Linked DNA regions of Mus musculus: regions 2 and 3 are each linked to region 1. A link is a contact called in public Hi-C and HiChIP or PLAC-seq data. All regions are on one chromosome and are shown on one strand. Each heading gives the region's core, a stretch centred on a gene start, on an enhancer-like site or on the middle of the called end of the contact. The rest is flanking DNA. Distances are from core to core; before and after follow the strand shown.

Region 1 (3,190 bases), core at 352-2,851:
AGAGATGGCTCAGCAGTTAAGAGCACTGGCTGCTCTTCCAGAGCTCCTGAGTTCAAATCCCAGCAACCACATGGTGACTTACAACCATCTGTAATGGGATCCGATGCCCTCTTCTGTGTGTCTGAAGACAGCTACAGTGTACTCATGTACATAAAATTAAAAAAAAAAGAATAGATTCAGTAATCTACCCATATCTCTATTATTCATACAATATCCCTATACTCCCCCTTTTTCTTCCTATAAAAGAAAAAAAGGATAGAGGAAAGGAAAGAGTGTAACCCCTGAGTGTAACCCCCGATCAAGACCATTGTAACTAACCCCTTTACAATAAATAACAAGCATCCTTCAGCCAAGAGAACCCCCGAAACCTACCCACCCAACCTCCAACAAGATCTGGTGGCACCAGCCTGCCCTCATTCCTCTCTCTTACTAAAGTAAAGGAGCGCTTGGAATATTGCTTAGTTGTAAGAGTATTCGCCTAACATGTGGTTCCATCCCAAGCAGAGAAAAATAAGTAAATAAAGTATCCACTGGAGCAGATACGTACCATTGTATAGCCTGGCCGAGAACATTGTGTCCTAGGGTGTGTGATGCCTGCGCAGCCCGTGTGTTCTGCGGACTGTGAGTCACGGGGGCATGGACCTGCCCGTTAAATAATAATCCTCGTTAGCTCTGTGAAGGGATTCTTGGTAGAACGACTCTTTGGAAAGTGGTGTAATTGTTGTAATTGCTTAATTATAACTTCTGAAGGAGGAGGAGGAAGCAGTAACATTGAGAGCAGCTACAGTAAGTTACAGGAACGGAGGAAAGTGCCGGGGAGCTTGGGCACACAGCTGGTGTTAACCACAAAGTAGATGGGCTCACTGTGATAGGACACTCAACCCGTGGAAACTCACCAACCCCAAACACAGTCAGGAGACACCGCATGCAGAAACTGCCCGCAGATTTGCACATACTGAGTGCCATCAAACATTACAAGAAATACATCCATAGAACATGCTGCCGCTCCCACCCCAGCCCGCTGCCTGCTGCCCACTGCCCGCTGCCCTCAACCCAACAAGCGAGAGGATTGCCCCAACTTTCCCACCAGCTTATTTGTCAGCTTTCTATTGTGACAAATACCTGAGTTAATTTTTTCCTTTGTGTGTGTTGGTGTGTGTTCATGTATGTTGGCATATTTGCATGTGTGAACACGCATGGGTATGTGTGTATCTGTGTATATAGGCATGCTTGTGGAGATCTGAAGTTAACGTTAGGAATTGCTCTGTTACTTCCCCACCCCCACCCCACCCCCACCCCAGCTCCGTCATGCAGGCAGGCGTCTCAATCAAATCCAGAGCTCACTGATCTGCCTAGTGTTGCTGGGAAGCTTGCCCTGGAGACCTCTCTCCTTCCTGATGTTCAGTGGGCATGCAAATTCCACTCGGCAAGCACTTTAACCCTCAGCCCTACCTGAGACACGCACAGAGGGAAGGAGGCTGGGCGCAGCTCAGTGAGGCAGAGCTGCTGAGCGGTCATGAGGTCCTAGACCTGACACATCACAAGTAGGGCAGAAGTGGAAAGGCTCACGGTCGCAGGGATTTCCACCTGTGATTATGTGACCTTCTTACTCTTACTATCTCAGCCTGTGGTGATACAATACCGCACCAAAGGGCCTGTGGCAACGCTGCACCTCTCACAGTAGCCCGGGAAGCCGAGAAACAGGCTAGGATCCTATCATCCCCTGCAAGCATGCACCATCACACCCTCTTGTCCTTCATCTAGTTTCCAGTTAGAGGTTCCACTGTGTCTTAGTCAGGGTTTCGATTCCTGCACCAAGAAGCAAGTTGGGGAGGAAAGGGTTTATTCAGTTTACACTTCCATGTTGCTGTTGATCACCAAAGGAAGTCAGGACTGGAACTCAAGCAGGTCAGGAAGCAGGAGCTGATGCAGAAGCCACGGAGGGATGTTCTTTACTGGCTTGCTTCCCCTGGCTTGCTCAGCCTGCTCTCTTATAGAACCAAGACTACCAGCCCAGGGATGGCACCACCCACAAGGGGCCTTTCCCCCTTGATCACTAATTGAGAAAATGCCTTACAGTTGGATCTCATGGAGGCATTTCCTCAACTGAAGCTCCTTTCTCTGTGATAACTCCAGCCTGTGTCAAGTTAACACACAAAACCAGCCAGTACACACCGTCTGTCATAACAACACAGACAAACTGTGAGCCTTTGGGGGGACACTTAGGGTCCAGACTGTAACACATGCCAACCTCCATTCAGCAAGAGAACTCATCTGGGAGCACCGAGGGCCTGACCGACCTCAGAGTGCACGTGCATACGATGAAGAAGAGGACCACGTTTTGCCCATTGGTGCACTGACCACTCAAAATCACAGTATGGGCTCCAGGTAAGTCACAGCCACTGCACACAAGATCTACCAAACATCAGCACAAACTTTCCAGGACTTTCAAAAGCCTCCCATTAGAGCTGTGGAGATGGTTCAGTGGTTAAGAGATTAAGCGCACTGACTATACTTCTGAAGGACATAGGTTCGATTCCCAGTGCACACACACACATTTGTAACTCCAGTTCCTAGGGCTCTAGCACCCTCTTCTAGTATCGGTGGGTGTTACCTGCATGAGCTTGCTACACAGACATAAATGAAGCAAAACTATTAACATACATTAATCTCAAAAAAAAAGAAAAAAATCTAAAGATGAATAAAAATAAACAAAGGCTCCCAGTTATCAAGTGGTAAACTGACAATGGAAAAGATACTTCGTGCGTGAGAACGGCACTGCTGGGGGTGCAATGCAGGCCCTCACGTACATGAAGCTCACCGTCACCCACTGAGCCACCGCCCTATCCTCTCATGATGGATTCTGGTCATGCAGTCACCACAGCGCCACACTCCCAGCATCAGACTGGCGATCCTCTTATTTATGTGTTTACTTAGCTTTATTTGTTTGTTGTTTGTTTTGACAACGCTGAGTATTGAACCCAGGACCTTGAGCATTCAAGGCAAACATCCTACCACTGAGACAAAACTTTAGACCTTCTTGGGTTTTTTGTTGAAAATTTTAAAAAGTGTTTTCATTATTTTTATTGGTGTGTTTGTGTGTGTTTCTGTATGCAAGTGTATGCACATGAGTGCAGGCCCTCTTGAAGGCTACAAATATCCAATCCCCTGTCCCTAGGCTATAGGCAGT
Region 2 (3,074 bases), core at 153-2,652, 540 kb before region 1:
TTCCTAGCTTCCACATAGAATCATCTAATCCTAAAAGAAGACTCTTTATTATCCCCATTTAGAGATGTAGACACTGTGGCTCAGAGAACACAGACTGCCTGTAGCTGAACTAAGAGCCGAGCCCAGGCCCACCTCTGGCAGAGCCCAAGCGCCTGAGCCTTATCTGTCACTTCAGAGTGTCACACCAACCCTGGCTTGTCTAGATAGAACTAATTTTGGTTTTGCTCTGGAGCAATGTAGGAAGAGAGGGTGCAGGAGGAAATCTGGGTCCCCAGGCTGAGTACCAGAGCCTCTAGTCCCTGATCCCACTCATGGGTTGGGTAGAAGAGGAACTCAGGACAGTGCTCACTGACTTAAAAGCTCTTTCGTGGTTAATCTGGCCAGGCTTCACTTCCTGGTCCTGCAGCCTGCCCTGACCCATCTCCGTTGGTACTTACTTCCTATATACCAGCTTACTTTTAGGCTATTATTAGAGCCCAACATGGTGGCAACACATCTCAGCACTTAGAAAGTTGAGTCAGGAGAATCACTAGTTCAAGACCAGCCCAGGCTACATAACAAGACCCAATCTCAAACAAACAACAATGACAAAGAATGCTATAGGAAAACATTTTAGGAGTTGGCAAGATGGCTTAGCAGGTAAAGGCACTTGCCACGAAGGCTAACCATCTGAATTTGATCCTCTGACCTCACATGGAGGATTGAAAAGTGGTCCTCTGACTTCCACACATGCACCATGGTGCACACACACAGGCGAGATAGAGACACACAATGATGATGGTGATAATGATGTAAAAAATAAACAAAATACTTTATATCACTCGTAAAATAAGAAACAATGATCATCTCTCCTAGGAACATATTACCAGAAAAAAAAAAAAAAAAAAACAGAGAAAAGTAAACAATAGCATTTTTCGTAGCTGGCTGCAGTTCCTGGGGTGTGTGTGTGTGTGTGTGTGTGTGTGTGTGTGTGTGTGTGTGTGATAAAGGAAGGTTAGCTAGAGAAAGGTTAGGAGTGTTTGATGCTCTTCCAGAGGACCTCAGTTCAGTTCCCAGCACTCATTTCAAGTAGCTCAAAAGCACCTTTAACTCCAGCTTCAGGGGAGGAATGGTAGCTTGTCTATTCCTCAGCAGATAGCTCCATCTTAGCGGTTTACACAGGGTTAGCACTGCTGAATTCAGGGCATATTAATAGTAACAATAACAAAACGATGGGAGACGAGAGGTAGGGCTTGTGCTCAATTGACAGGAGTAACGGGGTAGAAACAATCAAATTACATTGTATTTTTTCAGGACCAATGGAAACTCTGTTTACCCAAAGTCTGGCGATTAAACAAAAGCCAGCATTCAGGAACTTGTGAAGTTGGTTCCTCTCTACCAAAGGAGCCACTTCCTTACCGCTGGCAGAAGGGACAAATGGCTGTCTGTGGTGCCTACTAGTACACCAAAGCACATGCTGGCCACCAGGCTCCCTTGATATCTCAAGTACCTAGTTCTTCTCACCTTCCCCTCCCCCAAACTTTCTCCAGCTCAGGAGCTTCCCCTCCCCCAGCTACTCAGGCTCCCTATAGCCCTGCTATTTCGGCTATGAGCTTTCTTCTGCCCTGTCTTACTTGCCCCCACACACTTTCTCTTGGTCCCACCATGTCTCCCCTCCCCACGCTGCTCCTGCAAACCAGAGTCAGCTGCTGTGGACTCTCTCTTCTCTTTATTACCCCACTGAAACTTATCAAGTGGTGGTCAGAACTGTAAAGAAAAGTACAATTGGAGTGTGTCAATAGAGAAGATAAAGCTGGTGTTTTCAGCCTTAAGTCGGGGAGAGTTCCTTCAGGTCAACTGGTAGGCAGACATCTACAGGAAGAAAACACACCATCACAGGGTAGAGAGTCTTCAAACAGGCAACATGCCACGGCCCAGGACAGGAGCCTGCTTACGCTACTCAAAGACCACAGTGGCTGGAGCAGGCAGGAAACGAGAGGTGCTAACTTAGAAAGCAGAGGAAGACAAGGAATTTGGGGATTGTGGTGAAGACTTTGGCTTTGGAGACAGCTGCTCACAGAGCTGCTTTAGGAAGCCCTCTGGGGTGGGGAATGCATAGAGACCATATAGTAGACATCAGGGGAAAGGGGAGACTGGCAGAGTATAGCAGGAAGATAGCCTTGGGTCAGGAGTCCTACTCCCTGCCACATCCTGTTCCTCTACAGGAACCTTCAGTATTATTCACTCCTGGAACTGTGATCCTTCTGTCTCTTCAGTAAAGACAGGCAGATGTGGAGCTCCGCTTCAGCAAGCACAGGAAGGGCTTTAAACAGTGCACCGCGGGCCCCAGAGAGGGCACCCTGAAGCAGCAGAACTTGGTGACCTGATGAGATGTAGTCTTGGTAATTGTTACTGTTCTTGATGATTTTTAAATTTTTGTTTTGATTTATTTGTTTTTAAAGCATTTAGTGTGTGTGTGTGTGTGTGTGTGTGTGTGTGTGTGTGTGTGTGTACATGAAGAGCTCAGAGGACACTGTGGGGGAGTTGTTTCTCTCCTTCCACCATGTGGGTCCTGGGGATTGATTTTAGGTCATCAGATTTGGCAACAAGAGTCTTTACCTGCTGAGCCATCTCACTGGTCCCAATTTTGTATTTTGAAACATGGTATTATAACATAGTCCAGGCTGGCCTGGAACTCACTACATAGAACAGGTTAGCCTCAAACTCATACTTTTTCTTCTTCCTTAGCTCTATAATCCTTAAAGCCATGGTTTCAGACAGGTGACACCACACCCTGGCTTATATTTGTATGGTACACACACACACACACACACACACACACACACACACACACACTGCCCCACTTTGCTTCAGGTCACAGGAAGGCAGGCTGCCTGTCAGGTAGCCATGACTAGCAGGAAAGGGCTCCCATCTGCTAGCTGGGTGGCCTTAGGCCACTCTCTCCCTCTTCTCCATCATCTGTGAGAGGATAATGATAGTGCCTGCCTCCTGGTACTTGTGAAGGCATAATGAATCATATCTATAAAGCGCTTAGCACAGACCCAGGAAGGACCCATAAAAGGTGGCAGTGAGCA
Region 3 (3,012 bases), core at 61-2,560, 680 kb after region 1:
ATCTGTGCACAATGTGTGCAGTGCCTGTGGAGGCCAAAAGAGGGTAACAACTCCCTTCAAACTGGAGTTATAGATGGTTAGGAGCTGTCATATGGGTTCTGGGAACTAAAAGGCAGCAGGCTTTCTTAACTGTTTCTTAACTCTTAGCTCTCTGTGAATCATAAAATAGAATATGTATTGTGACCCAAAACCTTGCCTTGTCGCGGTTCTGTTTTTTTCTAGAATTTGACAGACTCCATCAGACCCTTTCATTCGTTGCTTTGTGTAGTAGATGTTGGGGTTCAGGAATTCACCCCACAAACCATACAAACATGGATCTCAGTTAAGCAAGAATAGTTTATTGAATGCACAACCCAAGACTTATTGATCGCAGCCACCAAAAAAAAAACCCAAAAACCTGGGAGCATAATTGTGGTACCAGTCTGTTCTTATCGCAGGCTTTTTTATAGGAAAAGCCAAGTTCAGAAGTTCAGAAGGCAAGGCTGACTAGACAAAGAATTATCAACTAGCTTTTAGGCTGATTGGTCCTGCATGAGGAAAGGAGTGGTGGATGGGTGGTGAACAGGGGAGTCTCGGAGCACTGGGGTGACTGAGCCTGAGAATTACAACCACAGAGCTATGCCCTTTTAGGAGAAGTTGTCAGTGTCATCTGTGCGTAATTCCCTGAGAACCTGAACTGAATTTCATCTTCTGAGCAAAATGGAGACTGAATACAAAATGGCTGCAGTTATGTTCAAAGGAGCTGGCCTCCACAGTAGCTGAGGGAGGGAGCCTATAGCCCGTTTCCCACAATCCCTTAACTGCTACTTTCCAGTTAGGATCCACCAGAGGGGGAGACTCTGGTGAGAAATTAGAAAAGCAGGAAGAAGAAGACGTAGTCTGCCTGGTTCTGACAGTAGAGACCAGTCTGGCCACCCCATCAGCACCAGGAATGGGTATAATGGGTTTCAGGAGTCCCGGTAGGTCCAGCTCTGCCTCCGGCAATTCTACACCAACAGTGGGTGGGCACTAGCATGAAGCTGCTGATCCACCAAGCTTGCCTCCTGGGGTCCACAAGGCTCACACCTCCAGTTTTGTTTCTCTTACCCTACTCCCTCTCCTTCCCTCCCTCCCTCCCTCTCCTTTTCCCTCTCTCCCTCTCCCTCCTCTCCCTCCTCTCTCTTCTCTCTCTCTCTCTCTCTCTCTCTCTCTCTCTCTCTCTCTCTCTCTCTCTCTCTCTCTCTCTGAGACAGGGTTTCTCTGTGTAGGCCCGGCTGTCCTGGAACTCGCTTTGTACACCAGGCTGACCTTGAATGTGCAGAGACCTGCCTGCCTCCGCCTCCAGAGTGCTGGAACAAAGGGCGTGCAGCACCACGCCCAACTCTCCTAGCCTCCTCTTGTGTTTATAACCATTTTCCTATTTTAAACATTAACTGGGAGCTGGGGAGACAGCTCAGTAGGTAAAAACACTTTCCATGGCAGCCTGATGACCTAACTTGAATTCCTGGAACCTGTGTTTTGAAAAAAACAAAAAACAAAAAAAAAACCCCCGGATACCGTGGTAGGCATCCGTAAGCCCAGTACTTCTACAATGAGATGTGAAGACAGAAGCACTGGCCACTCTGGTGACAACGCAGTGCAGTGACAAGAATAACAAGACTGCCTAGGCCAGGTAGAAGTGAAAAAACAGCTCCTCAAAGTTGTTCTCTCTCTCTCTCTCTCTCTCTCTCTCTCTATCTCTCACACACACACACACACACACACACACACCATGGTATACACATGACCCCACCACCACACAATTAAAAAGCATCTGATTGAACTATCTAAAGTATCTGTCTTTAAAAATATTTATTTAGTGTGTGTGTTTTTTGCCTTCATGTGTGCAGTGCCAAAAAAAGCCAGAAGGTGGCGTCAGATCACTTAGAATTGGAGTTGCAGTTTGAGACTCCGTGTGGGTGCTAGGAACCAAATTAGAGGCCTCTGCAAGAGCGGCGGGTGTTCCTGAGCACTGGGCCGTCTTACCAGCCCTGGACATTGGTTTTCTTGCGTGAATTCAGGCCTTGGCAAGATTCTTGATCGGCTTCCCTTTCATTGGCTTTCTTTCTTCCCTGTAGGGAAGCATGGTTGTCAGGCTTCAAGTGTTCATTTTAACAGTGGTCTCAAATCTTTTAAAATTCCACATTGAAGCCGGGCATGGTGGCGCACGCCTTTAATCCCAGCACTTGGGAGGCAGAGGCAGGCGGATTTCTGAATTCCAGGCCAGCCTGGTCTACAAAGTGAGTTCCAGGACAGCCAGGGCTACACAGAGAAACCCTGTCTCAGAAAAAAAAAAAATTGCACATTGAAGCAATAAAACCTTTAATCATTTATACCAATATATGCATGACTATTTGCAAATTATATACTTGTTTTGCTTTTACAATACATCTATTAAATATGACTAACTGGATGCTGGAGAGAGACCTCAACAGGTAAGAGCATAGCTAGTGTTTTCTATTTGTTTTGTTTTTTGTTTTCCTTTTTCTTTTTGTTTTGGCAAAGGGTTTCTCTGTGTAACAGCCCTTGGCCATCCTGGAACTCCCTCTGTAGACTAGGCTAGAATCAAACTCAGAGATCTGCCTGCCTCTGCCTCCCCGGTGCTGGGACTAAAGATGGGTGCCACCACATCTGTCGAGCACATGCTATTTCTGAAGAGAAGCTGAATTCTGTTGCCAGCAGCTGCATGCCAACAGCCACCTGCAATTCCAGCTCTGGGGAGTCTGAAGCTCCCCGACTTCCGCAGGTACCGCGCTCACACATGGTGCACATAAATACATAAAGGTAAAAAGACATGTACATGTCAAAACCTTCTGAAAATTAGTAACATAGGAGCTAGAGATGTGCAGCTCAGGGCTAGGATGGATGCTTTCCATGACAACAGCATGGGCTCAGTTCTCAGAGCTAGCATGCATACCTAAACTTTTTTATGTTTGTTACAATTTTACTAATGCCTTTTAAATGTTTTTTTTATCTCTGTGTGTGTGATGTGCG

Evidence for each region. Hi-C and Micro-C count contacts between places; a contact is called where the count stands out from the background. HiChIP or PLAC-seq counts read pairs in DNA pulled down with a chosen protein or histone mark.
Region 2: a contact with region 1 is called in an H3K4me3 HiChIP or PLAC-seq map of bone marrow-derived macrophages, with 6 times the contacts expected there. The contact joins two enhancer-like sites. A contact is called at or near these places in 3 of 39 promoter capture datasets (cranial neural crest, maxillary cranial neural crest and stem cell-derived epiblast-like cells), 1 of 115 datasets of contacts at active chromatin or transcription factors (bone marrow-derived macrophages) and 1 of 9 other capture datasets (liver).
Region 3: a contact with region 1 is called in a Hi-C map of embryonic stem cells, with 2.6 times the contacts expected there. The contact joins two enhancer-like sites.

Annotation. Positions count from the first base shown.
Region 1 is chr7:30,217,627-30,220,816 of GRCm38.p6, reverse strand. No RefSeq gene overlaps it. Among named protein-coding and RNA genes, the nearest start is that of Polr2i, 13 kb to the left of the region's middle. Within about 2 kb of position 1,601, at least 185 of the 459 cell types and tissues checked have an H3K27ac peak or open chromatin away from gene starts, as enhancers often do. A contact at or near this core is called in bone marrow-derived macrophages and embryonic stem cells, where this site is marked.
Region 2 is chr7:30,759,274-30,762,347 of GRCm38.p6, reverse strand. No RefSeq gene overlaps it. Among named protein-coding and RNA genes, the nearest start is that of Dmkn, 2.9 kb to the left of the region's middle. Within about 2 kb of position 1,402, at least 40 of the 459 cell types and tissues checked have an H3K27ac peak or open chromatin away from gene starts, as enhancers often do. A contact at or near this core is called in bone marrow-derived macrophages, where this site is marked.
Region 3 is chr7:29,539,704-29,542,715 of GRCm38.p6, reverse strand. No RefSeq gene overlaps it. Among named protein-coding and RNA genes, the nearest start is that of Gm38982, 14 kb to the left of the region's middle. Within about 2 kb of position 1,310, at least 4 of the 459 cell types and tissues checked have an H3K27ac peak or open chromatin away from gene starts, as enhancers often do. A contact at or near this core is called in embryonic stem cells, where this site is marked.